2 separate regions of the Gossypium hirsutum genome follow, and region 1 is linked to region 2. Evidence: chromatin contacts called from public Hi-C data. All regions are on one chromosome and are shown on one strand. The core of a region is the stretch at or near the end of the contact, and the rest is flanking DNA. Distances in the headings are between cores, read along the strand shown. Region 1 holds the start of LOC107920746 (eukaryotic translation initiation factor NCBP). Region 2 holds the start of LOC107903851 (double-stranded RNA-binding protein 1).

Evidence for each region. A called contact is a pair of places that touch in the nucleus more often than the background predicts.
Region 1: a contact with region 2 is called in a Hi-C map of petal, with 2.9 times the contacts expected there. The contact joins the promoter of LOC107920746 here to the promoter of LOC107903851 in region 2. A contact is called at or near these places in 2 of 34 Hi-C or Micro-C datasets (leaf and petal).

Annotation. Positions count from the first base shown.
Region 1 is chrD13:33,805,882-33,811,694 of Gossypium_hirsutum_v2.1, reverse strand. LOC107920746 (eukaryotic translation initiation factor NCBP) reads left to right here and starts at 3,770. Exons shown (of 5, transcript XM_016850591.2): 1 at 3,770-4,100; 2 at 5,145-5,240; 3 at 5,314-5,418; 4 at 5,555-5,632. The coding sequence starts at 3,933. It also overlaps the pseudogene LOC121224955.
Region 2 is chrD13:33,588,149-33,594,126 of Gossypium_hirsutum_v2.1, reverse strand. LOC107903851 (double-stranded RNA-binding protein 1) reads right to left here and starts at 3,128. Exons shown (of 6, transcript XM_016830023.2): 1 at 2,588-3,128; 2 at 1,533-1,667; 3 at 61-302. The coding sequence starts at 2,816.

The sequences.
Region 1 (5,813 bases), core at 2,521-5,020, 220 kb before region 2:
AAACTATTATACAGGAAATAAATATTATGCACAACGCACCCATGTTAGTACATGTCGTTGCTTCGTATCCTTATGGTATAGACCCATGTAGTTAGGCCCTATATGACGTAAACAATACCTATGGTGTGCACGATCCTATAGGCTTGAAATGCAACCTGTATTTTGGTGCCTTATTGGAAATGATACATAAATCGGGTTGCGGCACAACACGCCTTCTCAAGGTAGTTAAGAAGAAATCATAGGCATCTTCGGATTCATCGAGAGTTATTGCAAATGCCATTGGCAGGATTTTTCGATTACCATCCTGTGCAACAGCTAATAACAACTCATACTCATATATTTTGTATAGAAATGTGCCGTCAATTTGGACAAGTGACTTACAATACTGGAATATAGTTATGCATTACTTAAAAGTCTAGAAAAAAATGATGGAAAACTCTCTTTTCAGGGACCAAGCAATCGTCGTATTACGCAAGCTTCGTCTGCAGCTCGGTTATAGAACCTAGCATGTACTACTCTAATACTTTACACCATTACCACAATTCATTATAGGATTTTTCCCACCCACTATGCATATTATCCAACGCCTTCTTTTTTTCCAACCATGCCTTGTGGTAGGACACGGTGTAATCAAACTCGTTACGGATCTGTACGATCAAAACTAGGATCGAAATCTTATGACTAACTTTGACTATGGGTAATATAAAGTCAAATCCATGTCCAAATCCATTTTTGGATGATCGCTCAACATGCTTGAAAATAATAAATTGGGTTACTATATGTAATAGAATGTCAAAAAAAGGTCAAAATTCGAGTCGATGTTGTTAACCATGATACATACCAACTACAACACATGTATGTGGCACAGTAAATTTCCTAATTATCTAGAACGCTGACTTCTTCCTCATAAATGTCATGATTTTCCATGGACATCCTGTTCTATGCATTGTTCACATCGCCTCATATTTCTCATATCTAGAGCATGTAATGATTAAGTTGACGCTAAGTTGTATGCTATACCGATTGACTGTAGCTACAAAAGCATATTTGGATTCAAACTCTATCCCAACCTCTAAATGGCCAAAATTTATTGATGAAGTCGCATGCTTTAGTATTCTATAAGGAAAGTCTTGAGATTTTAAACCACCTTCACCAGCAACATCGAGATTACGCATATGGGGAGGAGCTCCGTATGCCGTGAAACCTAGGTCATCCCATCGAGCAACGTCCGAAGCTTGACCACCAAATTCATCATATTCTGGTTCAGTATGGATGGGATCCAGTTTTGAAATTACTTCAATTTTCGTACCACCAGGTTTGGCCTCCTCTATTAGGTCATTATTTGTTTTATACCCCTTTTCGTCCTCTTTGTTTTCAACCCTAGTTGCAAGTCCAAGGTTGAATGTCCTTCTCTAGTCGAGGTTGTTAGGAGTAAATCATTTGTTATTGTAAATCCAATGTTAATCCCAAAATCACTTTTGTTTGGCCCACCCTGGTAACTTGATGGGATACCCGTGTAAGTGTTATCGGGGTTGAACATAAGCGTGCTGAAGTTGAAATCAAAGGCACTGATAGAATCTCGTGTAGGTGTGTCATAGGCCTGGTGACCAAATATGCCTAACTATCCCCCAAAGTTGAAATCGAAGGGCGAAATCGATGAATGCCTCACTATTAATGATGATTTTGGGGTGTCTTGGTTTGAGCTTTGCAACAATAATGTGAATCCATCGCACAACCTTGTGGTCGAACTTTTAGCTTCTTGATCTAGCGTGGAATTTTTAGGACACAGTGTGGTCGAGCTCGGGCCACCTTCATCCTTTTCGACGAAGTTAACAAACATATAACTCTAGTACAACATTCCCACTAAAGCAATGTGGTTCGAATGATATTTAACGGGGTTTAATGACGAATGATATCTACATTTCAAGTTCGAAATTCTTCTCCGGATTCCCACTTTGTGCCTAATCCTTGTTCGAAGCTCTTTTAACATTATGCTCTGGTTGAATGTCAGATCTTCATATTGGGCTGATAGAAAAAAAGGGCCTAATTCGATCTTAAAAATTTGATCGTTGTAATAGATAAGAACTCTGACTCCCCTACTCATCTTGAACCAAATAGCCTATTCCACATGTTTAAAACCAAAAAAATAATAATAAAATATAGTGATCATTACCCAAATCCCTAAACCTACATGTAATTTAACAAATTACCTTTTCTTAGACAACAACGTATGAACGAAATTATAGTTTCGTTTAAATTATTTTTTTTCTTTTTCTTGCGTGTTGAAATTTCCTAGTTTAAAGATTTATTTCTCTTTTATTTTAGGGGAGACATAATTATAGTTTTAAGTTGTGTTTGGATTCACGATGATGTCGTGGAGCTCGATAACTTATAAATTTTACTTTCCATGTGAGTATATAGCCATGACTTGAGAAGTTGGGATCACTTTGCAACTCAAGGTCCAAGTTGGCAGTGATTATATCGTCTGGGGTTGAAGTGTAAATAAGATTTCAAGTTTACAAAGATTATGCTGTCAAAGGATAGAACATAACTGGGGCCCTAGTTGATGGTGGTTATGTAGGCAGGACAACAAGTTTCTCCTCGTCATAGGAGCATGTTTTATAAAACTCATACGGAAGTGTAAGGAAGGAACACGCAAGGGGTCTTCCAATATAATTAAATAATTCATGTTGTCTGTCCGAAAGCAGTAACCTTGTTAGTATAACCTATTGCACCCCAATTCTGTCACAGGTTATAATAATGGGGTCACCGCTTTCGGTGGTGATGGATAAGATGCATTATCTTATTATACTAAAACGCTATTGTGTTTTTCTTCCTCGTACTTCTGTTTAGGTTTTATAAAACATCCTCTTCTAACGAGGAAAAAATCGTTGTCGTGCTTGCATACAGGGGCAAAACTAAGGGGCTAGCAAGGGCCCCAACCCTCCTAAAATGGAAAATTTCCCATTTAGGCCCTTTAATATTTTTAAAATTTTAAATTAGTAAATGTAAAATTGCACTTTGCCCCTTAAAAATATAAAAATTTGATTTAATCCTTTAAAAATTATAAAGATATAGGTTATTAAAATAATGAAATTGCATTTTTGCTATCGGAAAAATTATAATTTAATTTTGGCACCCTAAAATTTTTTTTTGGTTTTACCCCTGTCTACATAACCACTACTAATCGGGGTTTCATTTATGCTTCATCCCTTGACAACATAACTTTTGTAAACTTGAAGCCATAGTTACAATTCAATTCGAGACCATATAATCACCGTCAACTGGGACTTTGAGTTGCAACACGATCTGACTTCTTGAGTGATGGCTCTTACTCACATGGTAGATGAAATTTGTGGATCACTCAGCTCCATGACACCACTATAAATGAAAATATTCCTTAAAATTATAACAATTTCTATCTCAAACATGGGCAAAAATAAATCTACAAATTTATAATTTCCAACCGTAAGAAAAAAAATTTACCAAAGTGAAAATGTGTCCTATAGGGTACGTTTTTATTCTCTTTCCCACATCAGTAAAAACACATCTTGTAGGACGCATTTTCTTTTCTCTCTCCAAAAATAACGTAGAACAATAAATTAAAAAAACTAAAGCATATATCTAAAAATTAGCCCGTAAATAATCTACAACCTATTTTATTTTTGTAATTTTTTTTATAACCTAAGTAAAAACCAAGTGGTTGGCATTGGATAAATTATGTTTTAGAATACTTTATTTGTACCTAAAAGGAAGAAGAAACCAAATAACAAGGCCAACCAACCTACGTACCAAACAGGACGCAGACAAAAACATCAATGCGCAACGCACCGTTTCATCTCCTTTCCTTTCCCATTCCCCATTAAAAAGAACGAACATGGGAAAAAAAAAACGTTAGGGCTTCTGCAGAGAGAGGGGAAAAAGAATCGAAAATGGAAATTACGGAGAAAAGGGAAGGAGAGAGCAATAACAGCAGCAAAGATTTGAACAACAATGATAATATCAACAACGATTTGACAGATTCTGATGGCAATAATACGAGTAAAGAAGCTGAAGAACGCCGAGCCCGTGACCTCAAAGCCGGTTTGCATCCTCTCAAGGTATTTTTATTTCTCATGATTTTTCTTTTCTTTTTGAAAAAAATTAATTTATGTGAATATATGTGTAATGTTTTGCTTGTGGATAGATCTGTTTACAATTTCAAAATATCGCTTTTGAAATTTTTAGGTTTAATGACGGACTATGGCATTTTATTTCGATTCAGATAACTTTTTTTTTAACATTTTAAAGATATAATATTTCACTGGTCTTTTTAAAACAAGAAATTTTGTTTTCGGAAATTTATTTCATTTTGCTGAATAATTGTTTCTCATTTCAATTTTCACGTATTCATATTGAAATATTGATTCCTTTTTGAAGTTATTAACATTTGGAATGATTTACTCAATTGAGACACTTGACGATTCAGTGAAAGAATTTATGTAATAGAAACACTGTTTTCTCTTTTGTTTGTTTTTCCTGATTAGTTTGGAGAGGTAGTCTAGGAAGTGATTAGTTGATTATTATATATATATATTAAAGCATCCCGGAGCTTTTGCAGCACTTAACTTTTAAGTTCATAATGTGGTTGCAGAAGTGCATGCTTCGACTTAGAAGAGACAAATGAGTTCTCCAATACTATCGTGGCGATGCATTAGTTTACCTGAATTCACTTGAACACCTATGGATATCTTATTGAACTAGACAATCCAAATTCTGATCAAAATGTGAAAGAACACCATGGTAACAAATGAAAATAAACCTTGAAATGAATCTCTTTTCATGGTGTAGATAGCCCACCATGGTACTACCTTAGCAAAGTATTGTATCCAACTCAGTTTCTACACATTCTATAATTAGTCCTAATTAACTAAGGTAAAATGAATTCACTTCAAGTTAAGGGAAAGTATGATCTCCGCACTGTGCTACCTTTTATGTTGTAGTTCATGTTTCATGATCTAAATGAGCTGTATCCAACTAACTTAGGCTTCAATTTTTATGATGTTCTTGGCTCTTCATTTTCTTGGTCTGACATATATATAACTATTCAAGTGCCAAATTGGTTGCTTATTAGTCCCCTTATTTGGTTCTCACATTTTTTACAGCACAAGTTTGTCTTCTGGTACACTCGTCGGACACCTGGAGTTCGAACCCAAACAGCCTATGAGGACAATATAAAGAAAATTGTGGATTTCAGTACTGTAAGTTCTTTTTAAAAAGCTAACTGTGTTTGATTGTAAATATTCTCACCTTGGTATAAATATTTCTTTTTAGGTTGAAGGTTTTTGGGTCTGTTATTGCCACTTGGCCCGTCCTTCTACTTTGCCAAGCCCAACAGATTTGCATTTATTCAAGGAGGGAATCCGTCCACTATGGGAGGTAATTATCGAAGGCCTCACCTTCAAACTGCCAGTGCCACTTTATATATATATAATATTATATAACTGCTATCAAATCTTGAACATTTTATTTAACATGAGTCCTTTGTGGTTTCATAAAATTGTTATTATCTCAGGACTCTGCAAACTGCAATGGTGGCAAGTGGATAATTCGGTTCAAAAAGGTTGTTTCAGGTCGCTTTTGGGAAGATCTGGTAAGAAAGAATACCACTTGTAATAATCTATTTTCTGATATTCTAATTAGGTTTTGTTCTATGAACAAGTTTAAAAGTCTCTTTTAAATCAGCTTTCTGCAATCAAACCAGAGCTTTTTAAATTCTAGTCTTGATCATGGGAATTCCACCTTAATTGAAGCACATACTTGATGTCTACCTG
Region 2 (5,978 bases), core at 1,879-4,378:
TTAAAAAATATCATAAATGCGTAAAACAACAAAGACAAAAACACTCCATTAATCAGTGACCTGGACTTCTTCAATAGCATCTGGTGCTAAACATGATAATGCAACTCTTGCAGCTGCATGTTCAGCTTCCTTTATTGTTGGAAAAAACTCCAAACCCTCATAGGTTTTCTCATCAATAGTGACCTTGCACCTAAAACGACTTGCATGAGGTGGACCCTCAACCTCACAAGAATATACTGGTCGGCTAACATTTCTCTTTTGAGCATAATTTTGCAGTAAATTCTTGTAGAAGTGTTGCATATCTATAAGCTAACAATTCCAAATCAGAAAAACAAAGGAAACACATGAAATACTAAGGATTTCATATTTTTTTTGTTTTGGCTAATGAGCTTTTTCTTTCAACCAAGCGTTTAAATAACAGATTTCAGAAGCATGAAACTACAGTAAAGGAACAGGTAAACATAAATGAAAAATCAAAACATAGACAAACATTTATTCATTGAGAATCCAACTGTGGAAAGAGGTCTACTAATGGACCTTAAGCAATATGTCGAATGCCAAGCAACCCGAATCTAACAGCCTCCTTAATGTTCCAGTGAGACTATCATTCTAATCTGCAGTATTTTTACTTTCTTTAACTCCTAATTGGCTCCAATGTGCACAATGAGCGTTCTAAAACAGAATAGCAGACTTTCTATGTCAGCCCAATCAACTAAAGTCAGAAGAGTCAAACCCGGCACAAATGACATAATTAGCTAGCTAGAGCTAAAACAACTCCGATGGAATGTATGCTTAGTTCAACTCATTGATGTCATGTTTGAGATGGTAAATTTAAATTGTTTTCAATATAAATCTCAAAGCTAAACATGAAGCAAATATCAAGGCAAAATAAGCAAATTGATAAGCAAATTCACTAGAAGAGAAAATGAATGAAGATAGCTACCAGCACCCTGCAAATATATGAGCTAAAGCTCAATTGTAATCTATGTTGCTCCAACTCTTCATGTCTAACACATATCCGGGTAAGGGTATTGGAATATGATGTTCCAAGGATCCTCCAAATATGTAGAAATATTAGGGGGGAAAAAATAACATACCCATTGCGGACACATACCCATGTCCGACCAAGTCAGGTTTTGATTAACAACGAACCTAATATTAGGCATGAATTTAGCTTTTTTTCTCTGTTGGCTGTTGTGCAAGCAACAAGGCTTGTCTCTCAGCCCGGTTTACCATTAGAACAATATATGTACTGCAGAATATATTTTTACATAAACTGGGGAGAAAAGAAGATTTCGATTTCAGACCAAGTTGACATTTTGTTTTGGACTTAAAGAGCATAATTTTGAGCACCATTAGAGGTTATGAATTCTGAGGACATGTAAGAGAAACGCACAAGGCTACTAATAGGAACATGGACAACAAATAATCATCTTTTACATAATAATTAAACAAACAAGCTATCCGATTTTTCTTTTGGTTTGAGTTGGTAAAACGTTAGGCATGTTCGTATTCAACATAAGTTTTCTGACCTTTAAATTTTTCATTATTGTTGCAAATAGAAGCACAGTCACTGACATGAGAATCTCGACATGCTTCTTGTCTTTCTGGTTGCAGGCTTCTGTTAGTAGTATTACTATCAAAATTTGCAATTGCATTTGAAGAACCTGCAAGAATCACAGAATCTAAAGTACATATGCATCATAAATTTAATTAAACCGTTGACAAGGGAAGGCGGAAAATAAAAATTAAAAGAAAAAGAAAACTTCCAAAAGTTCTATAAAAGTAAAACATGTACTGGTTCCCGAAGTCATACAAAAGAATTAAAAAGCTGAAGGTGCATATAACAACAATTTATGATCAAATTCTTATCAGCACATTCTAGAGTGAAAAATCAATGAAAGAGCACTGACCTTATAAAATCAAAACAATTACTTTCTAGGTGCATCAAAAGCCCACACTATTTGCCTAAAAGATAAAATCAAAATAGTTTGTTATGAAAGCTATATGACAAGGCCATCGAACTTTTGCTGACCAGCACGATAGTCTAGCATTCAGAGCACCCATTTGAACATAAACAGTTATGAACATAGTTTTTGAGGTCCTTATAACGCTTATTTGAGCATATAAACCAATTCTTTCAGACTTCAAATTGTCCGAAATCAGAAATTTCAAAATGTCAAGTTTCTTTCCTTTTCCCCGTTCCTCTAAGTTAAGAACCCATGGAAAGGGACAATTGTAGCATATGATTCTTTAAAAAAGACAAAAATCGACTTCACCATTAAACGGAAATGGCGAAATCCATTTCATCGATAGCTGTAATCTGCACTTACTCTAAACGAAAATGAAATATCAAAATAAATATCAACTGAAACCCAAATAAAGAGAGAAAATTAACATAAAAACAACTGAAAATAACAATAAAACGGGGGGAAATAGATAAAACAGATTGGCTTCCTACAAATTGCATTTCCCTCTAAAACAAAAAATAAAAAAGTTTCTGAAAACACTAACATGAACAGTTGTTAACAGAAACTGAAGAAAATGAAATACGGGTTTGGCTTATTCTTAAATTAAAAGATGGTACCAGGATCAGGAAGAGGGGGCGCAGTGAAATGAAGGAAAGCGAGATAAGCGGCGTCATTTTGGGCTTCCTTGGAAGACTTGGCCGGATTCTGAGACTGAAACGACATGCCGTTTACATCCACGGTAGCTTCGAATCGAGGATTGTGATCTTGGCCTTGTTTTGTGACGTTGTACTCTGGTAACCTCCATGCTTTCTTCTGGCAAAGCTCTTGCAATCTCGACTTGTACATCTTTCACAGTCCCTCTCTCTCAAATTTTAACGTGCAAAAACCATGTACTTATAGGAGGGTTTTTCTTTTTGGTATTGATAGGAGTTTGGAAAAGCGATGCAACGAAAAATGATATTTTTTCTACTTATAGTAGGAGCTTTCTTTCTTTTCTTTTCTTTTTACCAGAATTTTCCGTGATTTTGAGCTTGAAAGATGCACAACCCGTGAGTTCTATTAATACATGTATATATTTACATAGATCCTTTTTTTCTCGGGAATTACCCAACTGGATTTAAATTTTTGATACATAGATTACGAACAATCAGTGTCGTTGTTTTAGTTTATGTTGTGCTTTAATAAATAGAGGCTATTATTTTAAGGATAATATTTTTTAAAATTTATTTATGAAAAGTAATTTCATGGTTTGTCGGTTAACGGGAAAATAAACTTCTTCTCTAATAAGTCCCTTTTCGGGTTTTTTACAAAAATATTATAAAAAAATAAAAATTTATTAAAATATTACAATTTTTTTATTTGCCAAAACATATAAACTTTTTTTATTTACCAAAATATATTAAAAAAAACCAAAAAAAACAAAATTTGCAAAAAAAAAATTAGACCGATGTGACAATTTACTGGTCACGCCAATGGAATTGGCGGCACCAATGGTGTCATACTAATTGGCGGCACCACTCGTATTATAAATACGACCTCTACCCAGCTGAAGAGAGAAAAATAAAAAAAAGAAGAAGAGTTGGCGCGGAAAAAAGAGAAAAAGAGCAGAAAAAGGAGGTATTTTTTTAAAAATAATTGATTATATTGTTGTTATTATTTTGTATATTTTGTAATATTTTTTGTTTTAGTTTAGTTATTAAGATTAATAAAACTCAAAATAAAAGTATTAGTAAGTATTATTATTATTATTATTATTGTTGTTGTTGTTGTTGTTGTTGTTGTTGTTAGTATGAAGATGTTATTAATGTATTAAGATGTAACTTAGTAATATTATTGTTAGCAGAAAACTAGTATTATTATTATGGTTACTTATTATTTTTATTTACGAAAATAAACTAGTTAGTAAAAAATTAGTATTATTATTATAGTTAGTTTTTTTAGTAAAATTAATAATTTTAGTGTGTATTATTTTGTGTATAAAATTATTAATATTATTCGTAGTATAAAATTAATAATTTTAGTGTGTATTATTTTGTGTATTATTTTGAGTATAAATTTTTTTTAAGTAATTCAGTTACCGTTCGAGATTTTTTATGAGATTTTGTTTTTTTTTTGACAGATTAAATATTGAAGATGGATGCTAAGTTTCTTGTATGTGTTTATTTCGATGGAGTCATATTGACAACAAGTGTTAGATGTGTATTTGAATGTCGGCAACAAATAGCAATGAGATTTAATAGAAATGTATCGTTCGATGAAATGAAGGCAAGGATTAATGCAAAAATCCATAGACGTGGGAGAAGGATATCAAAAATTTTCTACAAGTTTCCAGTTTCGACAAACCCGGTCAAATTCGTCGAAATGGAACTTGTAGACGATGAAGACGTGGAGACAATGGTCGATCTCTACTGTGGGAATGGGAGTGAGAAGAATGCACCGATTCACTTATTTGCTGAGTTAGTCGGTATGGAGCAAAATGCATCTGATGAAGAAGACGGGGCTGAAGAACCGCGGATGGTGGCTCCAATATCATACGTTAATAGTGAATCAACTATGGGTGGGATCGGTATCGACCTGAATATTACACCCGATGTTGACATGGTTGGTGGTGAAGAAGAAGGTGTCGACGAAGAAGAAGGTGGTGGCGATCATTGGGATGAAGAGGTCAATAGTGACGCTGATCCCGATTTGGACGATGTACCTAATGATATTGACGCTGAAGATGTCAACAACGATGAAGGCATTAACGCTTCTTCGGTCGGGGAGCAGATGCGGCGTATTGTGATACACAATAATCCTGGGCCACACATGTCGCTCATAGATCACGACGCAGCGTATGTATCTGAGTTTCCGGAGTACCCTGAAATAGTTCATTCTCACGGGCTGGCCGTAACATCTGATGATGATGAGTTATTCATAGGCCAGAGATTCAGTTGTAAAGAAGATTGCGTATATGCCATTAAACAGTACAACATGAAGATATCGGTGGATTATAAAGTTCCGTGTCTACTCCGACAATATATGTTGGGGAGTGTTGGAAGGCAGCAGAATGCTGCAATTGGTGGGTGTGAGCTGCATTCATTAGAAGTTCTCAGATGTGGGAGATACGAAAATTTGTTGGTCCTCATACATGCACATCAACACGTATGACAGAAGATCATGGAAAACTTGATTCGAAAACTATTTGTACGTGTATCATGCCAATGGTGAAGGATATACCGACCATTAGAGTTTCGGTACTCATTGCAGAAATGCAAGCACGATTCCAGTATCGAGTCTCATATCGGAAAGCATGGGTAGCTAAACAGATGGCGATGGAGCAACTGTATGGGGATTACGATTCGTCGTATAACGGGATTCAAGGTTGGATAGCTGCTATGTAGGTGTATGTACCGGGGACTGTGATTGAGTTGTAGACCAGTCCATCTTACGGCCCGGATGAGCAGTTAGAACCTGCAAAAAGGATTTTCCATCGGATGTTCTGGACGTTCGATCCATGTGTGCGGGCATTTCCCCACTACAAGCCACTTGTGCAGGTGGATGGGACCTGGCTGTATGGAAAATATACACAGATACTACTTATTGCAGTTGCTCAAGACGGTAACAGAAACGTGCTCCCGATAGCATTTGCTATAGTAGATAAAGAGAACATGGAGTCTTGGGAATTCTTCCTCACAAATCTGCGGAGGTATGTTATTAGGAATGATAACATTTGCATAATCTCCGATAGAGGGAAGGGTTTAATTGCAGCTATTAGGCGTTCTGGTGTGCCGTGGAGATCCGTTTACTGCATTCGTCACATTGCGTCAAACTTCCATAAAGATTATAAGAATGCAGACTGGAAGAGACAAGTCGTGGCAATGGGTAAATGATAACCTTATATTTTTAATATAAGTTGTAATGTTTGATGTTATCGACTTACTTTAACTTATTTTTCGTTAATACGTATGCAGCGTACGAGTTAGAGCCACATATTTTCCGGCAAAGAATGACCTAACTTGAGAGTGA